2 separate regions of the Mus musculus genome follow, and region 1 is linked to region 2. Evidence: chromatin contacts called from public Micro-C data. All regions are on one chromosome and are shown on one strand. The core of a region is the stretch at or near the end of the contact, and the rest is flanking DNA. Distances in the headings are between cores, read along the strand shown.

Evidence for each region. Hi-C and Micro-C count contacts between places; a contact is called where the count stands out from the background.
Region 1: a Micro-C map of stem cell-derived motor neurons shows a contact between it and region 2, with 2.0 times the contacts expected there. The contact joins two enhancer-like sites. A contact is called at or near these places in 1 of 39 promoter capture datasets (hippocampal neurons), 14 of 484 Hi-C or Micro-C datasets (the G1E-ER4 cell line, the HPC-7 cell line, cerebellar granule neurons and 10 more), 3 of 115 datasets of contacts at active chromatin or transcription factors (all in embryonic stem cells) and 1 of 9 other capture datasets (embryonic stem cells).

The regions. Positions count from the first base shown.
Region 1 is chr13:113,978,693-113,983,022 of GRCm38.p6, reverse strand. The region is part of intron 4 of Arl15 (ADP-ribosylation factor-like 15); the gene reads right to left. Among named protein-coding and RNA genes, the nearest start is that of A430090L17Rik, 170 kb to the left of the region's middle. Within about 2 kb of position 1,327, at least 22 of the 459 cell types and tissues checked have an H3K27ac peak or open chromatin away from gene starts, as enhancers often do. A contact at or near this core is called in stem cell-derived motor neurons, where this site is marked.
Region 2 is chr13:113,878,282-113,882,694 of GRCm38.p6, reverse strand. The region is part of intron 1 of Arl15 (ADP-ribosylation factor-like 15); the gene reads right to left. Among named protein-coding and RNA genes, the nearest start is that of Arl15, 86 kb to the right of the region's middle. Within about 2 kb of position 2,139, at least 43 of the 459 cell types and tissues checked have an H3K27ac peak or open chromatin away from gene starts, as enhancers often do. A contact at or near this core is called in stem cell-derived motor neurons, where this site is marked.

The DNA.
Region 1 (4,330 bases), core at 78-2,577, 100 kb before region 2:
ATTTAAAAACACCAAAAAGCAAGCTTAAAAACCTGAACCAAGGCATATTTTTTTTTTATCTTTGAGGAGGCCTCTTTTTTTCAAAACTTATAGATAAGGAGGCATAGGGACAAACAGGGAAAGCTTCAATAGATAAGTTTTCTGTGGATTGGGACCTACCTGGCATATGTTTATCCACTCAACAGCATTCTCTCTAAGATAGCCAAAACCTCCAAATCAAGGCTGGAAGGGCACCCTCATGGCACAAAGGAAATATTTTCTCTTCTATACATTACAGCCCTCACACAAGCATTAACCACAGAGCTTGATATAATGACCATACCGGTCAGTGACATACTATTTCTCTTAGCATCTATATTTCACACACACAATGTCTTACATCTCTTACACATAAATGTGTGTGTGTGTATATATATATGTATATATATATATATATATATATATATATATATATATATTACATATTGAATTCAAACAAAAGCCTATACTGCCAGATACTCTTTAATCCCAGTGGGAGAGGGATTTTATTGTCTAGTAATTCACATATAATTCACACTGAGTTAATAATAGCATTATCAGCAACTGTAAGGATTTCTCTTTCATAGTATAAAGAAATTCCAAGGCCCCTCTGGATATGAAGAGAGACTAGGCTTAGATGTAAGGTCACTGTCAGGGCCATAATTGTAGAAATGAGATGAGTATCTCTTAACTAATCTATTGTCTTTAACCTAAAAGGAGTAAACAACTACAAGATAGAAAACACTTCGGGTGGAACTGGAGGGAGGGGAATTTTACTTCCCAATTAGATTTTTATTAATTATATTCTAAAAGGAAGTCAAACAAGCCACACACACACCCTTCTGTGCAGATGGGAGCAGTTAGGAGCTGCCTCTGGTCGTGGAGCTAGAAGCCCCTAGATATATTTTTAGACCATTTCCAAATAGGAATGGCGGGCTCCTCATTAATGTTGAGCAGAGAGTGCAGCAACCATGTGTGGTTTGGTTTCTTTCACATCCAAGCTCGCTTCAAGACAGGCCAGGCATGGCAGGATGCTTTAAAACTTGCAGCAGTAAACGACTGGAAGGTCCCGTAATTATTTTATAAACAGATGCGAGATAGGAGCAAGTGACAGTCCTCTTTGCTGTGATTCAGAGGTGACTGAAAACCAACTTGGGAATTAATGGAATTAATTTGGAACTTCAGAGATCTGAAAGCTTTCTAATACCGGGGATTTCAACTTTGCAATTTCAGGACAACCCTGCTGCTGGCCTTTCTTGACCTGTTGTGAAGTAAATCAGGCACACTAATGTGGGCTAACAAGTCTTTTTCACACTGTTCCATCAGCCTGCCTCCCCTTTCTCCCCAGACATGCCTTTCTGCCGCACTCTGTCTAGCCACCCCTCGTCAAAGCACACAAAATGGCCACTGTAGCGCCGCATTACTGCTCATTAGGTCACAGGGTAGTCAAGTGGAACTGCCCGGGGTTCCCAAAGGAGAGCTATACTTCAAAACTCTGTCCATGTCAAATAAAGAAGAAGAAGAAAAAAAAAAAAAAAAAAAAAAAAAAAAAACCCGAGCGTGGGGTCAGCCAGATCAATGATCAAAAGAAACCGAGAATGAAGGAGATAAAAAGCACGGCCTCGTTTTTGTTAAACACACACAGGTCTGATTTATTAGCAGGGATATAGAGATAGGATGAGCTCTCTCTCCCCCTCTCTCTCTCTCTCTCTCTCTCTCTCTCACACACTGTGTGTTTCGGGTTTTTAACAAAGTAATTTGCTTTAATCAGGTCCCGTCGGCTGTTAAAACTTCAGACTTTAAAAAAATTCTATGACCCATTCTTGAAATTTCCCTAAAAGAAAGTACACTCCAGGAAATCCAGTTTTTAGGAGGACGATTACAGGGTTCCAAGAAAACACTTGAAAAGCAATAAAAGTAATAGGGAGTAATCCACCTTTAATGCTGGGGGAGATTCTATTTAAATCCGAAAGACCCGGTGCCACATACACTCTAAAATAATCCCAGCCACCTCTTGGGCCTTCAAAGGCTGAAACAAGCAGGCTGTCAATCACAGGCCCTGAAAGGCCAATTTCTGGGCTGCTGGGAGGCCACCAACCTCTGCAGGTGGCCCACACCTCTCCCATCACCATCATTCCATGCCCTCTCAGAGGAGCACATTTCACACATGCATTTACAGTTTTTGAGGGAAGATAATTTAACCGTGCTGCACACACGGCCCGGTGAAATTGAGCAGAACGACCTGTCTGCAGCAGAATTTACAATTCGTTTTCTCAAACGAAAAGTCACAAGATTTTGTTTCTCTAAGTTTCTTCCTCAGAGAAGAGTATATTTTAGTACCTAATGGCGAAAGAGAGAGAAACGTTTTGACAAGAACGCTATCAATGTATGTCAGAGTGAAAGTAACACAAATACGCATAGTGTACACTTGACAAAAATTACAAGTTGTATAAAGTTTTCTGTGCTCTTCTGCTCTTTGCTGAACTACTTTCCTGCCTGTGTTTGGAATGCAGTCTTTAGGAATACTCCAGAGGCTATGTATGGAGTGTGCCTAACTTGGACATCCTCCTGTTTGACTCTCGTGAGCCTGAGGAGCACCCCCCACCCCCCGCGGCAGACCCCAGTCCTCACTCCCTCAACTGAACATCCTAGGGCCTCAAAAGTAGCCTGTCAGGAGTGAGGAAGACAGCAAGGGGCAGGCGACGCTCGAAATCCTTCATTAAGCCTTGTCCTCACTATGAGGCAGGGTCTAGGGCTATCCATCCCACTTTCTAGATGAGCAAAGTTTCAAAGTGTGCTCTCCATCACGCACCTGCTCAGGAAGAAGGGGAACCGCAGAGAGCCATTAACCATCTCCACACCGAAAGGTGAGTATCCACTAGGCTCCATGCTTGGACCCTAGGTCCCCAGGAGCTTCAATTGTACAGTCCAGTCTTACTTCGGAAATGCCGGCATGTGTACCTATGTAAACATACTCAAAGCTATTCAGTCCCAGCTTCGTTTATGAACTGAAAAACCCAGAAACAACTTAAACTTCCCCAGTAAGGGAATGAATACATAAACATTCACAGAGGAGGTCGTGTTCTGGAATACATGGAAATACTGAAAATGAGTGAAGTAGGACCTACATAGTCCATATATACATATACACGCTCAGACACGGAATTGGAAAGTATATTCCAATACATTACATAATACACTTCTGAACTGAAGCCGTCCATAAAATCTCTTGCACCTCACCTGGAAACATGACTAGGAAGGGAAGCAGGACAGCGTGCCCTAGATAAGATAGGTGACAACAACTTCAGGATGGCACTTGCTCTTAAGTGAGTGAGGACGGGAAAAAAACAGGAGAGAACAGAGATCCGTTTCTCTACAGAACGGATCTGAAACGCACCGAGAGTAAAAGTTCTCATTTGCTAGTCTGCGTGTTGGAGGGGTGAGGATGCTCCTTCTGTTATCTGCTGCACTTAGCTACGTGTTTGCAGAGTCCGAACTGAGATCCGACTACCTACGATTCCCAAGTCTGTTCTGCAGACCTAGAGAGCACAATGTGTCTAAGCTCATTCACGTGACTCAATAAGCTGCTTTAAAACCCAAACCCTGGTAACTAGGGATCAAAACTAAGTGAACTAACCAACTCTTATCGATGCCTTTAAGATAATTATACTCATCGATATATAATCTACATTTCATTTTGTTGCTAAGCATAATTCCATTAGGCTGGTGTTTCTAACCTTTTAACACTCAATATTTGGAAATCAAACTGCCTTGCTGAAGACAGAGCCCTGCATGAAATCCGAGCGGGACACATGAACAGAAGACAGAGCCACTCTCAACTTTCCTGTCCTCCTTAGCATTTTTACGGGGAGTGTGTGCACATGTGTGTGGTTAGATTATTTAATATTCCTCGGAAATCTAAATACAATAACGTATTTTCTACAAGAACTTATTGACAGAGGAATGGATTAAGTAATCTCAAATGCAATTATTTTTTAAACTTACAATTTGTAAAGAAACCCCAATGCAGAAGTTACTCTAAAACCAACCCCCATGAGAATAAATCTAGGATTTATAGACATACCTCTTTCTTTAACAGCTTAAAAAATATGTTATTTTTATTTTCTTTGAGTTAAGGATTCACTATGTAATACTGGTTGCCCTGAAACTCACTACAAGGACCAAGATGGTCTCCAACACACAGAGATCCACCTGCCTCTACCTCTAGGTGCTGAGATGAAAGGCACATTTAATGTACAGCTTTGATGATGTTAATAGTATACTTTTTCCAGCTGAGCATTATCATGGCTAG
Region 2 (4,413 bases), core at 890-3,389:
AAAGGCACATCTATCACTAGTCCCGTAAACGTAAACTGAGAGATGGGGAACGGTTTTCCCGACAACGTCAAGTACTTAACCTATCCAAACCGCCGTTTCTACAACTAGAAAAATGAGGTTGTTAAATAAGACCCCCTCTAAGGTCCCCTAAAGCTCTAACATCCTGTGGTTCCTTTAAATATGTCATCTGATCAAATAAACAAGGCATAAAATGGACTGTCATAACTCCCTTCGAAAAACAGGAAACTCCAATGACCATTGTGGAGGAGAGAGGAGAGCCTTTAACTAAAGGTGGGGGGTGGGGGGGGGATTTTACTTAAAGAACTTCACACATTGCTAAAAGACTAGCATTCCATTCAACCCTTCCAATTTCCCGCAAAACAAAAGTGTAAGAAGGGTAGTTAACTTTTTAAAAACACTATAAATGTGTCTTGTAAAATTTATACTGTTTCTTCTTACAGCGAATTTAAAATAGTTTTCAAGTCCAAAATGGTAAGTGCTGTAGCTGGCCAAGGACTGGACACCCTACAGCACCCTCTCTACTGTCAAAACCCTGAAGAGTCTGTGGAAAGACAGGATGGCAACGCATCTTTAGCAGAGCTTGGAAGACCTCACCCAAATGATGGTCCCCTTAACAATGTACTAGTTCATCAAAACTTAGGAAAGATCACAGAGTGTCCAGAAGAAATGTGCGTCGCAGAATACAAAGTGAGTAAGTAACCTTTCGAGTTAAGTAGAACAAGGAGAAGAAAGAAACGGCAAGAGGCAAGGGGCAGCTTTGGAAGGAGAAAAAAAAAATCATTCAACAAAATGTTCCCACTATTTTTCTGGGAAATCATCTAAGTTTACAACTTAGGTAATCAGACTCTTTCCAATAAATTGGTCATAACTCATGCTAAAAAGCAAATAAAGAGAAACCCTAATATCCTGAGGAATCAATGCAGGAAAAATGTAACTTAGGACATAGAACGGGAAGTCTTGAATGGAAGCAAAGCTGAAAAGCCATTATTTCACTATTCTGGGGGGGAGGGGATGGAACATAATGCAGAGAGATTTACCTTGAACCCCAAATTACAGCATCTTTGATGCAGCTGACAAACCGTTCACAATTCAGTTCAAACCCACATAGGAGAGGCCTTTAAAAGCAGAGTTCTTGGCAGTCTACCAAAGGATGGCTGAATGGCAAGGGCCAAAAGGGAAGGAAGAACCTGGAAGCAGCAAGGAAAAGCCACAAGGGGACCAGAGAGAGCTATCAGGGAGCCCTCTAATCCCTCCTTGCACTCAGTAATAGATACCACCTCCATTACTACTGCCTGGGGAAGAATAAGACAAGACACCCTTCTCTATCTCCACTCTGACATATCAAGACGGTCTGCGTGGGTTTTCCCAAATGCCAGGTCTCAGAGAAATGAAAGAACTTGCTTTGGTGCTTGGAGCCTTCCGCCCCCACCAAGTCAGTTCCCTCCATACTCTCTGCCATGCCACGGTCTCAGAATTCTAACCCTCCCGCCCGCCCACAGCCTCCCAGCCACTCATCCACACCAAGGGACAATAATAGGAAAACGCAGTTCCAGACATGTCTCGGCATGTTCAGGATGGAGATGGCCCTCACTCCTCAAACTGCTTTGGATGAAAGAGGCGCAAAGGCTCGTCCCTGTGACCCAAGCATTAAAAAATGCGTGCTCGGTCGGTTCCGCCTGAAAGGTCCCACCCAGAGATGCCCTGTGGCATGGCATGTGCGACCCTCCCCAGCTCTGTAGCATTGATGATTGAACACCGGAGAGGGATTTGGGTCACATTTATTTATTTATTTATCTTAAGCCCCTGTGTCTCTCGCTTTCCTCGAGGAAACCTGTGACTCTCGGAAGAGCCGTGGTAGCTGTGACCCCACGCTGGAAGGAGGTAGGATCAAAGGCAGCCTGGCCAGACATGGGAAACCATTTCCACTGAGAGTGGACATACTGCCTGTCAAAAGGTTACTCCCACCGCGATGGGACAGCAGATCACATTACTAGAAGTAACAACATGAAAGGGCAAAATCTGGCCACAGTCCCCCACATACATGTTTTTCTTTCCACCAGGGGCAAATGGGAGACACCAGCCACCTCGGAGTTCCCGTCTTATCACTTGTGGGGGGATGGGAACAGGATGGGCGAGGCGGGAAGGGAGCCTTTCCCTAATCAATACAGACCCTGAGCCGCAGCCACTGTTTAATTCCTTTTATATTTTTCTTTTCATTCAGAAACAGCTCACATTCACAGAGACTTTTCTGTCTTCAACTTTTTTTTTTTTTTTTTTTAAATCCGAGCAATCGCAAGCTATATTCTGTGGAAGACAAAATAACTTTGGAGGCGTAAATCTTAATGTCAATGACAGGAAGGCTTTGGTGAACCATTACCATAAATCTGACAAACGCTAATTTGATGGGTGGCTGTATCTGCCTGCTGCACGGACAGTCTAGACAGTCTATTGAGAAATCTTAAAACACAACTGTTTGTTCCCTGTAACACCATCTGGATGTGGCAATAAGCGCCGACCCAGTGCCATTCACACATGGATCAAAGCACATGCTAATGCTATCATGAAGTCATACACATAAAAAATTCAATCTGAGAACGCAAAGCAATTTTCCTAAGTCTTCAGTGAAGAAACCCCCAGACTTAGTGAGCGAAGTGTGTGAGGGGGGGAAGGGGAGGAAGGGGAGGGTGGTGGAGGAACCGAATATTTAATGAGCCTGGCTTCCAGAGGAATGTTAGGCCACCCATTGTATTGGGAAAAGGCTCATGTCACGCTTCAGTCTTGGTACCCGTCGGGGTGCCCCTTTACAAAAATTGATCTGAGGAGGATCTTTGTCATTACCTGTTTCAGCAGAGGGGAAGAGGGCGGACTCGGGGATGCGAAATAAAAGATGGGTACAAGGTGTAAATCGAATATTATAACGTATCGGTCTGAAGTGGCGGAGACGTTCAATACCCGCAATATGAAAAATCTTTCTCATTAAACTGAATGTGGCATCAGATCAAAGAATCGTGGGCCTCCTATTGAACTCCTTTAAATATTACAAACATAAGAGCAAGTCTGGCTGTGCATAAAACAGAAATGAAGCCCCCCACGCCACACCCCCTGCTACCCCCACCCCCTGTACCCTTATCCTACAGCAGGCTGGAGAAGGACACTGCTCATGAAATCTCTGCGTGTGGGTCAAAACACGAAGAATCTTGACGTTTCCCCACATTCAATAAGGTACCAATAAATTAAAATTGGAATTGAGCAGCACTTTCATAAACACATGTCTTCTACCATTTTAAGGCACAATTTTAAAATACATCATTAAAGGGCACAGAGGCACTCTCTGACTCTCACCACCTTGCTGCTGGAAGGGAGTTCTTGCTTGATGCAAGTGTTTCACTCCACTGGGCAGTGCTACCAGTGAGCTTGATGCCTGTGCTTCCTGGCTGGCTGACATCATCTCCCATCAGAACCTAATGGGGGTAGGGTGGGGTGTCCATGACACAAAACACCTTAGCATATGTTGTTATTATTATACTTATCTCTGTCTGCTAAGAGGCAATAAATATGTCATGTCTCTATTTCATTCACTCGGCCTAAGTCATACAAATTCCCACCGGCGTATTTTATTTTATTTTATTCTATTTTATAGTGGTTATAATCGGAGTGTCTGCATTATGTATGTATGGATGTGCACAAACACACACATTCAACTAGATGAATTGTCCTAGTGTGTTATCCAGGCCACGGGCGGTGGGTTACTCAGCAAAACCAGTGAGAAATTACATGCTTTGTCTATCAGAAGACTGTGGCTTATGCAGCAAATTTCCAGCTTGCACGGTTACTAGAGATTTACCCACATAGAGGAAGCTTCAAATGGGAACTGAGGCAAATCCCTTCTGCCCCGCAAAGTGCAGACGCTTCGTGTCCTTCAAGTGTATCTGCTGGAATATGCAGAGGCAACGCGGGATCACAGCAAGAACGCACTGCCGCTTCTAAAATGTGAATTTTTAGAAGGCCAGCCCAGGGCTATGATTTTACAGCGCTGGTGATGTATCCAGTCAATCGATGAGAAAACCAAAGACTGACAGGTGTGTGTGTGTGGGGGGGGGGGTGATGTTCTGATGTTCTTAACATTCAATTTCCAAGGAAGACACTTCCCAAAGTATTTCCTAACAAAAACATTTCAAATGTAGTATTAATAACATAATGCTTTTGTTTCTTAACGGGGGGAGGGAGGATCTACCAATTTTAACACCCCATCCAACATGGAGTTTCCCCATAGTCAAGTATGTTAAATAAGAAAACGTCTTGGAGTGCCTCAACTGCCAACCAACGGCACAAGTTTCCAGTGCGAGTGACAATGTTTTTATTTTACATTCATCCTAAACCACAGAGCTGGCT